Regions from separate parts of the Mus musculus genome. Here region 1 is linked to region 2. A link is a contact called in public ChIA-PET data. All regions are on one chromosome and are shown on one strand. The core of a region is the stretch at or near the end of the contact, and the rest is flanking DNA. Distances in the headings are between cores, read along the strand shown. Region 1 has its middle 8.6 kb from the start of Gm30985. Region 2 holds the start of Aqr (aquarius).

Region 1 (3,052 bases), core at 275-2,774, 270 kb after region 2:
ACACTAGGAAAATAACAAATACAGTAGGAAATAAACTTTCCTACTGGTACCATTTCACAACGCAGAATCCCTGCATCTTAAGTCTGCTCTTGTCTTTTCAACTCATGGTCTCAACAAGTATTTACAACATCCTCAGCCTCACGGATGTCCTCTTGGATGCTGGTTGCATCATAGCTTTTCTCCTATCACAGTTACCACTCTTTGTTGCAGAGCTCAGAGCAGTGTGGTAGAAAAGAAGTCTCTCCTCTTGCACAACATTCTGCAAGCAGGAATACACAGAAACGTGCATTCATGTTTTTACATAATTCCAGTTTAAGAGGTGGGCACAGCTTTAAGGGGGCACCCACAGCACTCTTTCCCTGGGACCCAGGAATAAAATGACTAGGAGAAAGTCAGGAAACCTTGATCAGTTCTAAGCTACACAGTATTAGAATGTCACACACACCCCTAAATGCAGAAGCTAGTTTCTCAACACTGCCAATATTCAACTTACTAAAAAACTTTTTTAGTTTATCTCATCAGTTTGGTTATCAAAACATGTTTTTATCTCATCACATTTACTAGAAATTACTAATTAGTGCCAAATATGAAAAATTTATGATAAAAGCTAACAGGGTGGTACACTCCTGGCAAGGGAGCCTGAGGCAGGAGAGTCACAACTCAAAGCTAGCCTGGGGTTTGTGGTAAAGCTCCTTCCTCCCCCACAATCCTGGTGGTGATGCAAATTATTTTTATCATAGCAATGCAATTTGCAATTGGTGGAATGCAAGGAAGCACTTTGTGTGGCTCTTGACCAACTTTGCATCTTTGTTAACTTTGTTAAGCAAGTTCAGTTTAATTTGGCTTTCAAGATGCACCTGCATATTTCTCTGTTGCATTCTTCTTTGTGGTAACTGTAGAATCTTACCTGTTTATTAATGAGCTAAATAAAATCTTTGAAAAATGCTCATTTTATATTCGAGTCATGAGTTACCTTGAAAGTATCCTTTAATATAGGATGCTTTCCTTAAATCCTGACCTGGGTTATCTGGCTCTCCATTGTGGTATGGAAGAACACATAAGAAAGCACAGCACACCTTGCTTCTTCCAGAGATGATGCTGTGAAAGAAGACCACATCTAAATACCTACACAGGGTAGGAAAGGCAGAGCATGAAGACAGGCTATTATAGCCAAGCTCATAGGAGAAATGTAGGAATAGCTAGGTAGGTAAAGAGTGAGAGAGAGAGAGAGAGAGAGAGAGAGAGAGAGAGAGAGAGAGAGAGAGAGAGAGAGAAATATTCACAAATCCATAAATATCCCTCAGGCCTGCTGTGTGCTACACTCTCCTCAGCTCCAGAGATCAGATCTGTAAACTGGTAGCCACATTAGATTGAGTCTTTAGGGTAGACCCTGATCTCATGTGGCCAATGTGGTAAGAAGATGTGTTGACACAGACACAGAGGGAAGGCTCTGTGACAGAAGTACAAAGAGGATCAGCAGCAGGCTGTGAAGTCCTTACAGGAAGTCAAGCCTGTTGACCTCTTGACCTTGGATATCTAGCTTCCAGAACTGTGAGAAAATAGATTCCCACTGAGCTGCCTAGTCTGTGGTCCTTTGTTGTGGCAGCCATCACAAAGGAACATGGGAGAAAGGTCCTGAGGGTTGTGGTAAACAAAAGCCAGTACTGTCTTGATGTGCCCTCTTGCTTTTCTCCAAAACTCTAGGGTTTTCTCAATAAAGCGACTTGGTGCCTAGTGAAATCCTGTCTCCTACTGTTTGTACTGCAACTCCTGTATGTTCTCTGAGCTAACACAGGCATCTTATTTCTGCCTTTATTAAATATGTGTCCTAGGTTGGGAATATCTTTCAACCACTACTCATTTCTCTACCACTAACCTTGAGCTCCCTCAGAAATTGGGACTGTGGTTGTTTTTTATTGTGTACGTCTAGCACTGAGAAGACAATGTTGCCGGGTCTGGCACCTCATAAGTATGTGGAGCAAAGGGCTTAATGGATATGTAAAAAAATGGGGAAAAGCTACTTTAGGCCTAAAGATAACTCAAAGAATGTCTTACTCTTCCTGGAGATTTGGAAACAACCAACTGGAATTAGAATTATCCCTGTAAGCCAACACATCCAGGGTTAGCCAGGTTACTCAGGAGCCATTGCACACACTGGTAGCCTTGGCTGCAGGAATCTGCCTTGGTCTCTAGCCAAGTGTTGAGGGGAGGAGCTTAGATGTGCTCTGGGAAACATGTAAGGACTTCTGACCCTGAGTGCCATCCTGAGAGATGACAAAGCTTTGCTCATTCAGAGACATCTGTTGCTAGAGGACTTTCCTTTTTTTTTTTTTTTTTTTTTTTTTCTCATGAGCTGATATCTTCCCTGTAAGCTCTTTGATTGCCTAATGAACAATTACTTTAAAGGGCATAGCAAACACTTTTTGTGAAGGACTGTGCTATGATTTAAAAGGGCCCCTCAAAATATGTATTGGGAAATCAAGAAAATGGCCCAGGCATTAAGAGCATTTGCTTCTCTTGTAGGTTCAGTTCTGCGCACATACCTCAGACAGCTCACGGCCACTTATATTTCCATCTCCACAGGATCTGATGCCTTCTTCTGGACTCCATTGGTACCACATGCATGTGACACCCATACAGAAAAGCTGGGACACAAGTATATATAAATTTTAAAATACATCTTAAAATAACATTTAAAATAAATTTTTAAAAATGTTGTCCCCATTGTAGGAACGCTAGGAAGTGGATCCCAAAGTAAGATGTGTAGGTCACAGAGGATCCATGTGTATGAATGGAGCCATGCTTATTAATAAATGACTTTAGGGGGGACTGGCAAGATGGGCAAAGGCATTTGTTATTAAGCCTGACAGCCTGAGTTTCAGTCCCTGGGACTACATAGCAGAAGGTGAGAACTGATTCCCACAGTCATCTTTAACCTTTACACTTGCAACATAGCAAAAGTGCCCAACCAAATAAATATGAAATAAAACCCATTCAGTATCAGTATGTGAGCTGAATCAGACTCTCTCTCTCTCTCTCTCTCTCTCTCTCT
Region 2 (5,548 bases), core at 505-3,004:
GTCCTTCCACCATGACCTGCATTCAAGGCCTGATGGGTAGTTATGGTGAAGTATAAAAATAACGATTTCAGCATCTTAAGAGTCATCATCAAAGTCATTTGAAAGCCTGCCCTACTGTTTTATAGATGCCATAGTTGGCAATAACATGTCAGTGGTAGTTATATATTCAGAATGCTTTACATTTAAAATTGTAATCGAGCAAATTTTTATCTATATGTCTACAAACCATAAAAGATGGAGGGACGAAAGCTACAACATGTATATACTTGATGGCCAGACCTACAGCTATTTTCTTTCACAGTCCTCATTTTGGGCAGATGGGTATATATCACAAATTAAGAGAGAGAGAATGGTGTACCAGTCTACTGCCTATATTCCTCTAGAGAGGACTTACTAGAGATAACTGTTCAACCTATGTATGAGTTTGTAAATGGGATGGGTGTGCTAACCCAAGAATTATAAAATAAGTGACCAAATAAGAACCAGGCTAAAGTTTTAAACAGTTATTTCCCTAGTGAGGATAAAAGCATAAAACTCACAAGAAGTTGTGAGTTCAGCATCATGGACCATTGGAGGAACATGAATTACACCTATACTGTGATGTACCACATACGTAGTATGCCTAAAACAACTTTAAAAACTATCCATATTAAAAGTCGGTAAGGGAAAGAAGACAACACAAGTCTCAAATGTTAGCAAGGCACAACTGCTTTGGAAAGACAGACATTTCTTAAAATGGCAAACATACACCATTGAATGTGTTGCTTCAGAGGAAATGTATGTCTACATAATGACTTAGAATCGCCTGTAGAGGACTTTCTTGTAGTAGTCAGCAACTAGAAACAATCTAAACGCATATCAACATATTACTAAATTTATGGATTGTAGTATGTCTGAAAAGTTGGCTATTATTTAGCAATACAACTGAATCAGTGACTGATATGAACAACACAGATGCATCTCAAAATAATTTTGAGTGACCAAAAAAGAACATATTCTAAAATGTATGTAAAATAGTTTCTTTTTAAATTTTATTTTTACTTTTATTTCATGTGAATTGGTGTTTTGCGTGCATGTATGTCTGTGTGAGGGTGTCAGAGCCTCTGGACCTGGAGTTACAAACAATTGAGAGCTGCCATGTGGCTTCTGGGAATTGAACCCAGGTCATCTGGAAGAGCACCTGGTGCTCTTAACCGCTGATCAATCTCTCTTTTATTCCTCTGCAAATTTGCATAAAGTTTATATAAAATTCTGTAGTTAACAGTGACCCAGAGGATCCATGATAGTAGAAGACTGTGTGAGAAAAAGGGGTGATAGGTTGAAGGCAGAAGGACACATAGTAACTTTTAATGGCTTTGGGTAATCTCATTGCCATGATTCTGGTGATACAATAATAGATAGACAACTATTTCAAAGTGTATTAAGTTTTACACTTGGTTTATGTTTATTGTATGGCAATCAGTACTTCCAGGCAGTTTTTGAAGTCACACGGTGCCTCAAATTCTAAGAGTATGGGTTTTGCTTTTTACTATATTTTTCTTTAGCGTTCAAATAAAGTCGACATCCTATTCTTTCAACTCCCACCTTTATTAATCACATTCAACACATCTTTCAGCCCCCTCTCTCCCTATGACCCAATCCTACACGCTGTATGTTATCTTTCTTCCTTCCACTAGGGGGCAATAAAGAGACAGGTAAAGGCAGCCTACTTTCTAGCTCAAGCTTAACTCTTGCCTTGACTTCCGGGCCCACTAGTTCTGCTTCCGGGGAACGCCGGGACTTCTCAGGTTCCGGGAGGAACCGTGGGAGCCCAGCGTGTCTGTGCCGGGCGCTCTGGCACCTCGGGGCTGGGTCGCCGCCGCTGCTTGAAAGCTTTCGAGAGTCGCCGCTACGAGCCTCTGGTCAGCTTCAGTGGCGATCGCTGCGATGGCGGCTCCTGCGCAGCCCAAGAAAATCGTGGCCCCCACGGTGTCCCAGATCAACGCGGAGTTCGTCACTCAGGTGAGCCCCGGCGTGCCCGCTTGTGTAAGGAGGGATGCCGAGGACCTAAAGCCCGGGATTGGGATTGATTTTGATATCTTGTGTACGTGCAAGTTGCTAGTTAAACATTGGAAAAGCTGCAGTGAAAGAGGCCGCTCCTCGTTAGACCACAAAGCGTGCTTCTGAATTGTATTACTCTGACAAGACTCTGTCTACAAGTAGATCGCTCTATGGCAGTTAATTGTCATTATAACCTTTCATTTAGGAGACAACAGAGCCAATTCCGGGCCTGTAGCCTTTCACATCCTTGTTAATTCTTAGGAAATTATTGAGAGTGTAAGTGCGGGAAAATTTAAGCCCTCCCGCGCCTCTTCTGGCTCCGCAGATTTGTCAGGGCAGAAGCCTAGAAACTGTTTCCATTCGCTTAGCCCCAGCATGTCTACACAGTGTTTGTCTGTATTTCTGGACCTCTCTCGCCCAAAGATGCCTTCCCCACTAAGACTTGTTGATCTGTCATATTTCCTCTTGCCCTCCTGCAGCCTGTTCTTCAGATTGCTCCAGAGTGCTCACTGGTGCAAACCTGCTCACATTACTTGTCTTCCTACAGTGTCCCGTAAACAATTCTGATTGTCCCTGGGATAATGACTGGAATCTTTGAAAGTGCTGTGATCTGGCCTATGCTTTTACCCAAAGTGCCCTTCCTTTCTTCTTTCCTCCCTTCCTTTCTCTCTGTACCTGTCTGTCTGTCTCTCCCTCCTTTCCCCCCTAATTTTATGCTTTTATGGCTATAGCTGCGGTTACTTGAATATGCCATGGTAACTAAAAAGTGGATCCTGTTAACTTGGTTTTCTTTATTTTCATCCTTTTATACAATATTAGAGAGGCTATCCCGACTTCTTAACCGCATTAAAGCTAAATGCAGATAAGTACACAGTTTGAGAAAGAACACAAAAACAGTCCAGGCAAGTGCTGATACCTTAAAGTTTGAATGTAAAGAAAGAGCTAGAATGACAGGAACACATGAACCGAGAGGGAAAGTGCGGAGGAGAGATGGTGCCTGTCTTTCATTCCCAGCATGTGAGATGTGAAGACAGTGGGGAATGGAGTTCAAGGCTAGCCTTGTCTGTTTTGAGGCCAGCATAGGGTTCACAAGAAAGTTTTCACATTGTAGAAGGTCTCTTATAAAGTCTGCTGATTGTAAGATATTGAGCTGTAAATGAAAAGAACACACAGGTACCATCTTCTCTGTTTCACTTCAATGAGGATGAATAATCAGTGAAATGTTTATAATACAGAAATAGAAGAATATATTGAAACTGTTTACAACCTGAAAGATGGAAGCGTTAGTTGTCCGTTAGTGTTGCAGAAGCTTCTTGGAAGAAGAACACTTCAGACGTGGTTTCATTTGTCCGTTCATCTTTCTGTCTGTGTGTCTGTCTAGTGATACACCAAGCATTGAAGTCTACCAGACAGTGCAGTTACCTATTAAAAAATGTGCTCCCTAGAGTTTCTGGTTTTTTAAAAAGAGATTTTGTTTTGTTTTTAAAAATCAGTAAGAACTATTTTGTTTTTCAATTTTAATTTTTAATTATGTGTTTGGGGTGGGGTGGTATGTGCTGGTGAGTGCAGTTATCTGTGGAGGACAGAAGAGGCTGTCAGTTCCCTAGAACTGCAGTTGGAGAGAGTTGTAAGTCACTCAGGATAGTACTGAGAATACAATCAGGCCCTCTGGAAGACCAAGTACACTTAACTGCTGAGCCACTTCTTCACCCCCAGTCTATGTTTCTTAACAGTTGTATAGTCCACTTCAAATTCTGGAGAGATTATATATATATGTATTTAAATTTCTAAGCAAAGCTTGACCTGCTAAAATATACAACACCAACTTCTAATAATCAGCCTTTCTACTCCATTTCTTAATGATTTTTGTCTACTTATGTCTGGGTATAGTAGTCATTTAAAGGCTTATTTCTTTACATATCAACATTAATGAATATTTTGAAACTGTTTTTAAATATTTAGTCAACTGATGACTAACTAACCATGGGCAGCTCACTAAATCTCTTGAGCTCTGGATTTCCTTATGACTGGACCAAAAAATGTTTTACTCTGATTATAGACAAGCCAGGGGCTTGGGATGCTTGGGTGTTTTGAGCATCATGGTGGCCAGTTACCACACTAAGCATCACTGGTATTTATTGGATTGTGGCCAAGGACGATAACTAAGTGGTACGCCTGTATGGTACCTTTAAAATTGTCCAGTTAGTTCTCCAGTCCTAGCTCTGTGCTAAGAAGCAGCTTTGCATGTCTAGATGGTGCACTGTTGTGAGCCTGGAACTTAAACTTATGCTGTTCACTTTTGCAGCTAGCATGTAAATACTGGGCTCCTCATATCAAGAAGAAATCACCGTTTGATATAAAAGTAAGTAGCTTTGTTTTACAATATATTTGCAAACAGCTGCGCTCTTGGTATTGTTTTAAAGATTAATTCAACAAAAGCTTTCAGTACATTTTTTTTTTAAATCTATTCACTTTACATCCCACTTACTGCCCCTCCTTCCAGTGACCTGCTCCAAAACTCTTCCCTCTTCCCCCACTTTCTCCTTTGAGAGGGTGGAGGTTCATCTTGGGTATTTCCCACTCTTGTACATCAAGACTCTTCAGGGCTAGGTGCATCCTTTCCCACCGAGGCCAGATAAGGCAGCCCAGCTAGAAGAGCATATCCCACCTACAGGCAACAGCTTTTAAGATAGCTTCCACTCCAGTTGTTCAGGACCCACATGGAGACCAAGCTGCACATCTGCTACATAGCTTCAGGGCCCAGCCTGTGTATGCTCTGTGGTTGGTGGTTCAGTTTCTGAGAGCCTCGGGGTTCCAGGTTCTTTGACTCCCTTGGTCTTCCTGTGGAGTTCCTATCTCCTTCTGAGCCCACAATCCTTCGCCCAACTCTTCCATAAGAGTCCTCAAGCTCCATCCACTGTTTGGCTCTGGATCTCTGCATCCCACCGAGTCAGCCGCTGGGCGGAGGTTCTCAAGAGGACAGCCATGTGTAGACTCCTGTCTGGAAGTATAACAGAGTATCATTATTAGTGTTAGGGATTGGTGCTTGCCCATGGGTCTCAAGTTGGGCCGGTTATTGATTGGCTGTTTCCTCAGTCTCTGCTTTATCACCCATTCCTGCATTTCTGTAGACAGGATAAATTTTGGGTCGAAAGTTTTGTGGGTGGGTAGGTATCTTTATTGCTCCACTGTGATTCCTGCCTGGCTACAGGAGGTGGCCTCTTCAAGTTCCATATCCCTAATGCTCTGAGTCCTAGCTAACTAAGGTCACCCACATTGATTCTTTGGGAGCCTCCCTTATCCCAGGTCTCTGTCACATCCTGGAGATGCCCTTCCCCTCCCCAACCCCATCAGTTGCAGATTTTCATTCATTCTCATAGCCCTATCTGGCCATCTTTCTGTCCCTCCCCAGACCTGATCCTGAACCCCCCCCCCCCAATTCCCTATCCCCTCTCCCACTCAGTTCCCTCCCTCCATCTGCTTCCTGTGACTATTTTATTCCCATTTC

What was found. ChIA-PET counts read pairs in DNA pulled down with a chosen protein or histone mark.
Region 1: an RNA polymerase II ChIA-PET map of effector CD8 T cells shows a contact between it and region 2, with 9 read pairs. The contact joins the enhancer-like site here to the promoter of Aqr in region 2. A contact is called at or near these places in 1 of 484 Hi-C or Micro-C datasets (CD8 T cells) and 3 of 115 datasets of contacts at active chromatin or transcription factors (effector CD8 T cells, epiblast stem cells and large pre-B cells).

Annotation. Positions count from the first base shown.
Region 1 is chr2:113,901,728-113,904,779 of GRCm38.p6, reverse strand. No RefSeq gene overlaps it. Among named protein-coding and RNA genes, the nearest start is that of Gm30985, 8.6 kb to the right of the region's middle. Within about 2 kb of position 1,524, at least 46 of the 459 cell types and tissues checked have an H3K27ac peak or open chromatin away from gene starts, as enhancers often do. A contact at or near this core is called in CD8 T cells and effector CD8 T cells, where this site is marked.
Region 2 is chr2:114,171,545-114,177,092 of GRCm38.p6, reverse strand. It overlaps Aqr (aquarius), which reads left to right and starts at 1,754. Exons shown (of 35, transcript NM_009702.3): 1 at 1,754-2,001; 2 at 4,346-4,402. The coding sequence starts at 1,927.